3 separate regions of the Drosophila melanogaster genome follow, and regions 1 and 2 are each linked to region 3. A link is a contact called in public Hi-C data. All regions are on one chromosome and are shown on one strand. The core of a region is the stretch at or near the end of the contact, and the rest is flanking DNA. Distances in the headings are between cores, read along the strand shown.

Region 1 (3,388 bases), core at 411-2,910, 99 kb after region 3:
AGTCCTGTACCTCCACGAAGCTGTGTATCACTCCGTTGATAATTTGCACGCGATGGTGATCCAAGGTGCCATTGCTAGCTCTGTCTGCGGCAATGCCCTCGAGTATGTGACGGACCAGTTCGCTGGACAAGTACTCAATCATATACAGGCGCCAAATGTCTAGACCTAGCTCGCCAATCTCCATCTGCTCCGCAGCATCGCTTGACAGATTACCGTAGAACGATTCCGTATCGGTAATCTTTTGTTTCTTGATGTGTTGTTGATTCAGGTAGCTAAAGGAAATTAATTCCAACGATCATTGAGTTATTACAGACTTCGATGCATTCTTACATGTACAATTGGTGCAGATACTTGATACCCTGGCTATATTCCATCCAGGTGATGTAGTAACGCTGGAGAAGGTCTGGGCCACCATTGGAATGGGAGCATTCTCCCTCGATCAGCACCTTTTTGGCCAGCATCTCCTGGACGTGCTGCTCAAGAAAGTGTTTTGTTTCGCCATAAAGACGATCAGCCATCGGTTCCGGCTGCGCCACGCACAGTGTGTAAACGTCGCTATATGTTAAAGGAATGTGATTGGAAAGACAGATGTATTAGTGCTCGTTATTTTAGAAATTTTATTTTGGCAACTCACGCTTCACACATATATACGAACAGTTGCGGTCAGAATAAAAGCAGCCTGCGTTACACTGTTTTGATTATTAATTTTAAAAAGATACGTCATCGATCTATTTAATATTTACTTGAACTTAGTTTAACCTTTAAGCGGTCAAAATATTTAAATTCAAGCTAGAAAACAGGCATTTATTATTAAAACTATGATTGCATTTATCAAGATTCTACGACATTTACCAAATCATTTTCGCCTCGCTAGCAGCTATATTTGTGAATTTTGCTGTTGAATAAAATATATAGTTGAACCGCTAGGTACTAGTACATTCATAGTTTACCAACTCAAATGCAAAATAATGTGATTGAAACCATTACTTATGTTGGATTAATTTAAAAGTTAGTTAGTGTTATTTGTGTTTCTTCTGAGTTGGGTAACTTTGTAGTCTCTAGTGACCTATCACAATATCTCTCTCCAGGCTGTTTAATACTCCGACCGTTGCCAAGACGTACCTGAAGCTAGTATTCCACACCGAGCGCTCCACTTTGGTGAGCGTTATCACCGACTCGGCGATGCAGCGCAGGCGCGGCCAAACATCGACAAACTCCACTATTTTGGGCTTGAGCGACATGTCAAATGGGTCTTAGTCCTAATCCGTGGTCCGTCTGGATATGGATTTGGAAGGGTTTTCTGATGGGACAGGGTGCACGCTAATTAGAACGCCGACTGATTCTGCCTTCGCAAATATAACAATGGGCGACCGAGCGACCCTCATGCGTTGGCAGAGACCACTTCTGCTTTGCTTTTTGGCATAATCGCTTACTTTTTGCGTGGGGGCCACCAGGCAAATGGCCTTGTCCTCGAGCAATTGCACAGCAGGCCAATTACCGCTTGATGGATCGTGGAGGGGCGCGCTTGCGACCTACTCACCTGCTGCTTAGCTACGCTATTTACTAAATAATTACGCCGAGAATTTAGTTATTTTTGCACTTTTTTTTTGGTATCGTGAAATGGTTTGTCAGACGAAGACGATATCGATATAATCTATCGATATTTGAACTCGACAAAAAATTCGATGTAAAAAGAATGTCGTGTCTCCACTACCGAAACGTTTGCTTTTGTTTTGATCTTAATTTATTGTCAACGCCGATCCACTGAACAAATTTTTTACCTTCCTGCCTAAAAACTGGCCAAAGCCATTTTCTTAAAAAACTGTAAGTGCACAAACCTAAATTGATTTCATATGTGAACTGTAATAATGTTAGGATTTTTTATGATTTTCGTTTTTTTCGATTGCTTATACGTATTGCTATTGCTCTCGAGTGCCAACCTTTTTGTTCAAAAGAATATACATTTTCAAAAGATTTCAAAAGTGAGTTAAGGGTTATGCCTTAAAGGTAAGTGTATGATCTAGAAGAATGATCCATTTTGTACAGACCGAGTTTTAAAGGTCTAAACTGTTAAGTGCCTAGATGTGGCTTTCGAAAAGGCAAACAGAGATACATACAAAAAAATACAAATACAAAGAGATAGATACAAAATAAATACATGTTTAATTACTAAGAAAATATATAAAGGCTAAGATAAACAAACGAAAAAACCATTAAGCTTAAAGAAACAAAAATTTACAAAATGTATAGCTCAAAAAATCAGAAAGTCTCATATTTGTCAATGGCTAAGATCGTTGAGCGCCAAATTTTTTTAGTTGTCTGTTGGTTGTCAGTCGATTGGAACTTTTTTATCCACCAAACCGGAAATTTACTCCAAAGAATAAATTGGAGCCACATCCACCGTAGCCGCCGGTGATCAATACTTGCAACCTTCCATATGCGCCAAAAATTGGCACATCGCCTACCACTATTTCCAGCCTTTGTAGCTTCCAAAGGCCATCCACACATTTCACTTTGACCTATCCAATGTAGCAGTCGTCGATCCAAGTGTGATACCATATACTGATGGAGAAATGGATTGAGATGTAAATGATGTAAAAAATAATTAATATATATACCGAGAATTATTTAAAGAATTCGGACTCCGATTTACCAAAAGGTGTGATGTTCTAAGCATTTCAAAACATTTAAATTTTTTGTCTTTGTGTTCGCTTTAACATTGCTTACATTTTCAGTGTTGTGAGACGTCGGTGGTTATCGACTTTAGTGTTTAGAGCTGTGGCATGGGGGGTACTCCAGCCTGAGGAAAGCCTGAGCCATCAGCACGGCAGACGTTTTGTATTTATTTCTTAATCGTTATTTGGAGGTGAATTCCAAAAAATTAAATAAACTTCAAATTGCACGGTATCTTAAAAATGTTGTAATTTCATTATTTGTGTAAAAAGTTTGATTACAATTTAATCCACAGTTTTCGTGGAGATATAATTTTTCTGTGACTACACGCTTTTTACATGCATTGTTTTCGAAACTGGGATAGACAACAGCCAACATATGTAGATACATGTAAATTAAAATTTAAAATTTATTTATCTTATCTTATCCTTAATTTGAAAATGTTCACAATCTCGTCCGGACTTAGACTGATTTTCTAAATCTAAATCCTAATCCACTCAACCTAGAAATTTTTTAGAATTTTCTGGAACTTCAAATATGTTTAGGATAAAAGCTTTATACTGAAATTATTTCACAGCATTGTGAAATTGAAATTTTCTGACTGGTGTTTACTTTAAGTTTGGTTATTTATCTGCTGCTGAGATTGGAGTTTTGAATTTGTATATCAACATGTACGTGGACAACTTGTATATGTCGCAGATCATTTAAATGTAAC
Region 2 (3,420 bases), core at 165-2,664, 75 kb after region 3:
TATTCAACTGTTGTCCTCCTTTCAATTGACCAATATCTCTAGTTCCTGGTTAGTTTTCCACGTTTTTTAGAAAAAATAAAATATCTGATATAAGCGGGATCGCAAGTGGAGAATAGGGTACAGTAGAGTAGAGTTTCCAAGGCTGCTTTATCAATGATACGAACCTGAACTCAGAGGTGACATGAGGCCGTCTAATTCGAAAGTTTCAAGTGACGCTAGAGCAAAAGGAGAGAAGAGAGAACGCTATAGTAGAGTTCCCTGAGTATCAAACACCCATTACTTATCTAGTGTGAATGCGAACGCCATATTTCATAATTTATAAAATAATTATCTTGTTGTTGGCAAATCGATAGAAATTTACAAGACTAATAAAATTATGAACAAATTTGGAAAAATGGTTAATGGTGCGGTTTTAGGGCGTTAGAGTGGGCATCTCAGCCTTCTAGTTTTTATAGCTCCTGAGATCTCAACGTTCATACGGATAGGCGGACACATGGACATGGCTAGATCGACTCGGCTATTGATCCTGAGCAATATGGTTGGAAACGCTTCCTTCTGCCTGTTACATACCATTCAACGAACAAACGATATCCTTATACTCTACGAGTAGCGGGTATAATGAATACCAAAAACACTTACGCCATGACCTTCCACCGCATTTTTTACAAATTTTGAAACTTCTTGTCGGAAAATTTGACTTTCGGATCTCTTGATTTTTTTCGTTTTATTATTTGTCTGCCAAATTTCTGTCGATATGCCGTGGCGTGACCCACTCTTACACCTACAAACCTCAATAAGTTTTCAAGCCCACAATTCAAACCTTTTTTTAATTCCTACCGCAACGCCAACAAAATTTTTAAATATTTTCCTAGAGAATCGCATTAGCTATGTAATGGGTATCTAATAGTCGTAAAAATCGACGATAGCGTTCTCGCTTGCTATACTTTAAATATTACTGCGTGCGTAGAATTTCGAAATGCCGTTTGATCGAAACTATCATAAGTCGTTAACTTTAAAGGCTCGGCATCTATGAGCAAATGAGAATATAACTAGCTTTCACTTAAAGTTTATTTTTCATAAGATAGTTTAAGCGATAAAGAAATATATATATATAGATTAGATTATTTTTAAGAAAAATAATTTAGAAGAAATTTAAGCGGATGTATGTAAATTAATAATAGTGCTTAGCAATATTTATTTATGGCTATATAAACAACCACGATTTCGACGCGGAAAATTACGTGGAAAATTACGAAAACGTCATTCTGTAAAATAAAAGTTTAAAAACTATAAAGTAAACATGCAAAATAACTATCTGATGAATCTGTCACGTGAACTACTATCGATCAACTACTGGTTCCGACTATCGAAAATATCAAGAATTGTCCCAGCTCTATGGTCGCTGCAGCGCCTCGCTCTTTCCTGTCGAAACGCCGTTGAAAGGCGTAGTGTTTTTTTGGTCCGCGAGAAAATCTCCATACATCCAAAATGGTAGGTGCCCAAAGTCAGAAATAATAGCCCCATATCTACAGAAAAGGCCTAGAGGCGACCTGCATTAATATCTTTAATGCCCAGTGCAAAAAGTGCAGATGTCTCAACCATTACTTGGTGAAATGATGTGTCCACATATTTTCACGTTTGCTTGTTGTGTGTGTGTGCATTATGGTGAAATGCAAGACAAAGACTAGGAATGACGTATGCAATTTTCTATTGAAATTTGGCTAGAATGTGATCCTGTTTGGTGCTTGTTGTGAAATACCCAAGGAATAGATGTATATTGCTATATTTATCGATGCCCATACTCGCGAGTGAGTGATTTGTGGTTTTTAGTTCTTATCTAACCTCAAAGACCTTTGCACGACTGTGAAGACTTAGTGTGTGTATGGACGCCATTTTTAAATCAGCACTGTGTATAGATCGAGTGGAAACTCGTTATAATATGTACATAACGATGCCTTATTTATTTTACAGGTCAACTTCACCGTCGACGAGATCCGTGGCCTCATGGACAAGAAGCGGAACATCCGCAACATGTCTGTGATTGCCCACGTAGACCACGGCAAGTCCACTCTGACCGATTCCCTTGTGTCGAAGGCTGGTATCATTGCCGGAGCCAAGGCTGGTGAGACTCGTTTCACTGACACCCGCAAGGACGAGCAGGAGCGCTGCATTACCATCAAGTCGACGTAAGACCAGTCATGTTCCAGCACCCACGGCTTTTTTAATCCGCCTTTCATTATTGCAGTGCCATTTCCATGTACTTTGAGGTGGAGGAAAAGGATCTGGTGTTCATTACCCACCCCGATCAGCGCGAGAAGGAGTGCAAGGGTTTCCTGATCAACTTGATCGACTCGCCCGGTCACGTTGACTTCTCCTCGGAGGTGACCGCCGCCCTTCGTGTAACCGACGGTGCACTCGTTGTTGTAGACTGCGTCTCCGGAGTTTGTGTCCAGACCGAAACCGTGCTGCGTCAGGCCATCGCTGAGCGTATTAAGCCCATCCTATTCATGAACAAAATGGACCGCGCTCTGCTTGAGCTGCAACTAGATGCCGAGGAGCTGTACCAGACCTTCCAGCGCATCGTCGAGAACGTAAACGTTATCATTGCCACCTATAACGATGACGGAGGACCGATGGGTGAGGTTCGCGTGGATCCCTCTAAGGGATCAGTGGGCTTCGGTTCTGGGCTTCACGGCTGGGCGTTCACCCTCAAGCAGTTCTCTGAGATGTACTCCGAGAAATTCAAGATTGATGTTGTCAAGCTAATGAACCGGTGAGTCATGTCTCAAGTTTGTTTGTAAATGTTTTCAAACTTCTACCACAAAACGTGTGGCGCTTAGCGGGCGGCTTCTTGAAAGACATCTCCGCAAGGAAAGTCCTTTTAGAGTCTCTCGTGCTGACGGCGCCACAAGTGGACCTTAAATAGAAGAAGAATAAACTTTCGGATGCTGTTTAAACGCTGACTCGGGACCGCTTTCCTAATGTTCAAACGAGTCATGTTAAGGCAGTTACCTTACACTAATTATTTTTAAATTGTATACAGAAATCTTTTATTGTTCACATAATTTCTTCATATATCTGAAATCAATTGTTGTTTGGCCTCATATTATACAAATCGATATATTCGGACGTCATTTTTGATATCTAAGACTTAAAATTTATAAATCAAATTTGCAACAAATTTATTGGCTGAAATGAATCATTTTGTATTATACAAAATTTCCAGAAAAATAATATTAATTATTTTTTTAAATAAGCGATTTGAACTGGTCATTAAGCATTTCATTAAGTGATAAGTAGTTAATAAGAAATATCTGAAGGCACAATTAATCGTTCAACTTCTTCACAGATTGTGGGGTGAAAACTTCTTTAACGCCAAGACCAAGAAATGGCAGAAACAGAAAGAGGCTGACAACAAAC
Region 3 (3,420 bases), core at 177-2,676:
TTAAAGCGATATTTTGGGCTGCATTACGGGTATTGTTGGCATCCTTAAAATTCGCCACAGTATTTCCCGCTCCGGCCTCGTCGCCCTTCTTTGGTAGGATAAGGTTCTTGGAGTACTCCTCCTTCAACTCTCGGATGTAGGAAGCCAGTTGCTGCCGCACGCGGTCTCGTCCCACGTTGTACATGAACTGTTTCAGGGTCTCCGACTCGTCGTTGGACTCGTCGATTGTCACCGTGATCTCTACGTCGGCTAGTTCGTTCTCCTCGGAGAGATTGGGAATGGTTAACTTGCCCTTGTGGATCAGCTTGCTGTTCTTTAGGAGCTTTCCAGACCACTTGAGCACCAGCTCCCACTCGTAGAAAAATATGAGCTTGCCCTTGCGATTGTTCACGGTGGCCTCCCCGGAGCATTTGTCCACGGAGTCCACGGCACACTCAATGTCGCTTTGCCCTGCGTTTTGAGAAGTTTACTTTTAGGTTAGGATATACCTAAAATGTATGTTCTACACTACTACAAATTCTTATATACTCGCCTATTTTGAAATCCTGAAAAAGCTGATGCAGGCGGTCCTTGGACCATGGCGTGGCGTTCTTTTCCGTCCAGTGCCAGTTGTTCACGTTGGTGGCGTCGGGCCGCTCCTCCACAATCCAGCGCGGATCTCCTTCTCCCCACTTGGCCATCGCTTTCTTACTGTAGAATTGTATGAAACTGTCTTCAATTTTATGAAAAGATGGAAGATGTTGGTTTACTTTTGATCCGGCAGTCTTAGCTTAAACTAATTCGGACAATTACTATGGCCAGCGAGTGGAATTTTCTAGAATTCTGCGGTTCAAAATAGGGATGTAAAAATTATCGATGCCAGTGCACACATATGTTGGCAGCGTTGCCACCAAGTCCGAGGTGTTTGTGCCGTTAAAAAAACGAAATGATGTGTAAATTTCCTGACGATATTTTAAATGGAGTTATGACGAAAGACGTATTCGTTCAGTGAATTTTTTAACAGATTTAAAATGGACAGTAAGTATTGGTGGTATTGTATTTTTTTATAACAAGGTTGTTTTAATGTTATATTTTTATGTACGTCCAAAACTTTAAGTTTATGTTTTTAACTTGTAACAAACAATTTTCGAAATGGTAATAGCCGATTCCCGCAAATCACACCATAATGGATGTAACAAAGTTGTTTTACAGCTTTTCAAGCTATTTGTCTTGAAATAGATAAGGTCTGCTCTAATCTCTGAAAAAGTGTACCCCTAAAAATATTTAATGTATTGTTGCAAGTAAATAATTAGCCCTAATTTTTTTAGTTCTACTGATTAAAAAGTTCTTACGTTTGGTTACAAGATGCAGTGGCATCAGGATATTTTAAAAGTGGCCACACAGAGCTCGCGTAACACCCAGCTTAAGTCAGCATGCACTTGTTATTTTTCAGTTGTTTACTCAACCGATAGCTGAATTCAGCACATCCCTAGTGGAGAGCTGAAAGAAAATGGCGATAGAATTTTTTTGGTGTTGATTTGTTTATTATCCGTTCGTCTTTGATTGTTCAATGAAAAGCCTTAAAAATTAGCCAACTGCTGGTGAAAAATGTACAACTAGAGTGTGTGTCGTGTGCGCGAGAGTGTGTGTAGTAGCTCAGTAGCTCCGCGATGATTAGCGCAATGGACAATTTCGACAACAGATCGTACGGTGCCATATCAAAGGGGCGCAGTGAATTCTCAATGCCAGGTAAACAGCAGATACTTTTGCTGGCCCGAAGGATATAGCCTAGCATGAACAGAATACGAATCTTTGTATTGATAAAATTTTATTAAGATCACAAATTGGGATACCCACAACTACAAAATAAGAGAAGCAACAAGCAACATTTGTATGTATAGACTTGTGTGCTAGGTGAAATGTTAGTGCACATATGTATGTATATTATGTACATATGTACATTGCGTTCTCGTTTTTGGCCTTCGTCAGAATTAAGTCCGAAGAGCTTTGGTAACGCTAATAAGCCAATTTGCACAATTAGCAATCCATTGTGGTTTCGACAAGTGAAAATTGTTTATCGGCCTAAGCTAGTGACGTAGCCTACAAGATGCTTTCATCGCATCGCAAACAGCTCGTGTATGCACGTGTGTATGTGTGTTGGGCGCGTGTGCCTGGAATGCTGCTCTGGTGTTTTTTATTTTTACTGTTGGTGTTGCGATACAATTTACAAAATGCCCAGAAACAAGTATATGAATTTATTATTGATTCGCATCTCGTTCTTGCAGAACTTACACCGGAGCAGCAAAAACTGCTGATTGAGCTGCGACGCAAGAAGCAGGAACTTTTACTCGAAATACAGGTAATTGACCATCAATATATACATACATTTTTAATTTTGGAAACAACGATTTAAGAACATATTCGTATACACTTGTAGTATACAGAAAAACAATTTCGTGATGTCTTTTTGTCTGGAGTTTTTGCCAGCTTCTTTTTAGGTGATTTGACAGAGAGGGAGCAAAGACACTAGACTTATTCCAGAGCCTTTGTAGGGAGGGCTTGACGGGCTCTGAATTTTTTTATATGAACGATTAATCTTAAAATATATAAATTTTAATAAACCGATAATAAAAATGATGGTAAAATTATTGTTGGTGCTAAGAATTAATTTAGCAAATAATCGAAAGTAAATATCCCAAAAAAAAATACAATAAAAACATTAAGAAGAGAGATAGTGGGCAAGAGAGTCGATTTTTATGTTGTTGAGTAGCATATGTGCATTTATATGTATTTATAAAATTTTATGAATACCTATAAGCCAGACCAATTTGGTTTTTTTTTCTACTTAGGTTGTTTTTTAACTCCTTAATGCGGGAAGATTTGTGATCTGGCGGCTAGTGGCAAGTTTAGCTATTTATGTTCGTGTTGCGATCGTGACTAGTTTTCACTTTGTTAAGACTTCTTTATGTTCAACAACTTTTTTAAAAGAAATATATATTTTAGTGCTCATATCATATCATACCTGAATACAATGACCATGGTTTTAACCCGCACGATCTACGATTGAAATAAAGCATTTGAAAATGAGTTGTTAAACGCCATATAGGCTTTCTCTGGTGTCTTTCTATAAAAAAAATCCAAAAATACTTGCTAGGATTTTAATATTTTTTGTGGTTAAAATTACCACTCACCAGCCCCATTACAAGTGATAATTTTGGTAGTGTATTTAAAGTCTTGTCAAGACATAATGTTTCAATTACCAAATCTGAATTTGAACTGAATTATTCACTCGAATTCCGAATATACAAATAAAATAAAAAGAAAATGTTTGTTCAGTCGAAACAAACTGTCCCTCCGGAATTCCCTCAGAATATTCAAGTCATCGCTCCTGTGACGATCGGTTCACCAGAATAGTAAAACTGCTGTCTTCCAACAGCGAAC

What was found. Hi-C and Micro-C count contacts between places; a contact is called where the count stands out from the background.
Region 1: a Hi-C map of the Kc167 cell line shows a contact between it and region 3, with 5 times the contacts expected there. The contact joins the promoter of Cul2 here to the promoter of step in region 3. A contact is called at or near these places in 16 of 107 Hi-C or Micro-C datasets (the Clone 8 cell line, the D17-c3 cell line, the Kc167 cell line and 6 more) and 2 of 6 datasets of contacts at active chromatin or transcription factors (both in the Kc167 cell line).
Region 2: a contact with region 3 is called in a Hi-C map of the Kc167 cell line, with 8 times the contacts expected there. The contact joins the promoter of eEF2 here to the promoter of step in region 3. A contact is called at or near these places in 1 of 1 datasets of contacts at CTCF or cohesin (the Kc167 cell line), 18 of 107 Hi-C or Micro-C datasets (the Kc167 cell line, the OSC cell line, the S2 cell line and 5 more) and 4 of 6 datasets of contacts at active chromatin or transcription factors (the Kc167 cell line and the S2 cell line).

Annotation. Positions count from the first base shown.
Region 1 is chr2L:21,657,007-21,660,394 of dm6, reverse strand. It overlaps Cul2 (Cullin 2), which reads right to left and starts at 1,660. Exons shown (of 9, transcript NM_165390.2): 1 at 1,434-1,660; 2 at 1,123-1,300; 3 at 331-555; 4 at 1-272. The coding sequence starts at 1,241. It overlaps lncRNA:CR43144 (long non-coding RNA:CR43144), which reads right to left and starts at 2,770. Exons shown (of 2, transcript NR_124416.1): 1 at 2,728-2,770; 2 at 2,146-2,562.
Region 2 is chr2L:21,680,110-21,683,529 of dm6, reverse strand. It overlaps eEF2 (eukaryotic translation elongation factor 2), which reads left to right and starts at 1,414. Exons shown (of 5, transcript NM_165394.3): 1 at 1,414-1,491; 2 at 1,972-2,186; 3 at 2,246-2,773; 4 at 3,350-3,420. The coding sequence starts at 1,489. It also overlaps sncRNA:254.
Region 3 is chr2L:21,755,472-21,758,891 of dm6, reverse strand. It overlaps step (steppke), which reads left to right and starts at 1,426. Exons shown (of 11, transcript NM_001273749.1): 1 at 1,426-1,728; 2 at 2,265-2,338. CG1416 reads right to left here and starts at 882. Exons shown (of 4, transcript NM_136277.3): 1 at 533-882; 2 at 1-450. The coding sequence starts at 680.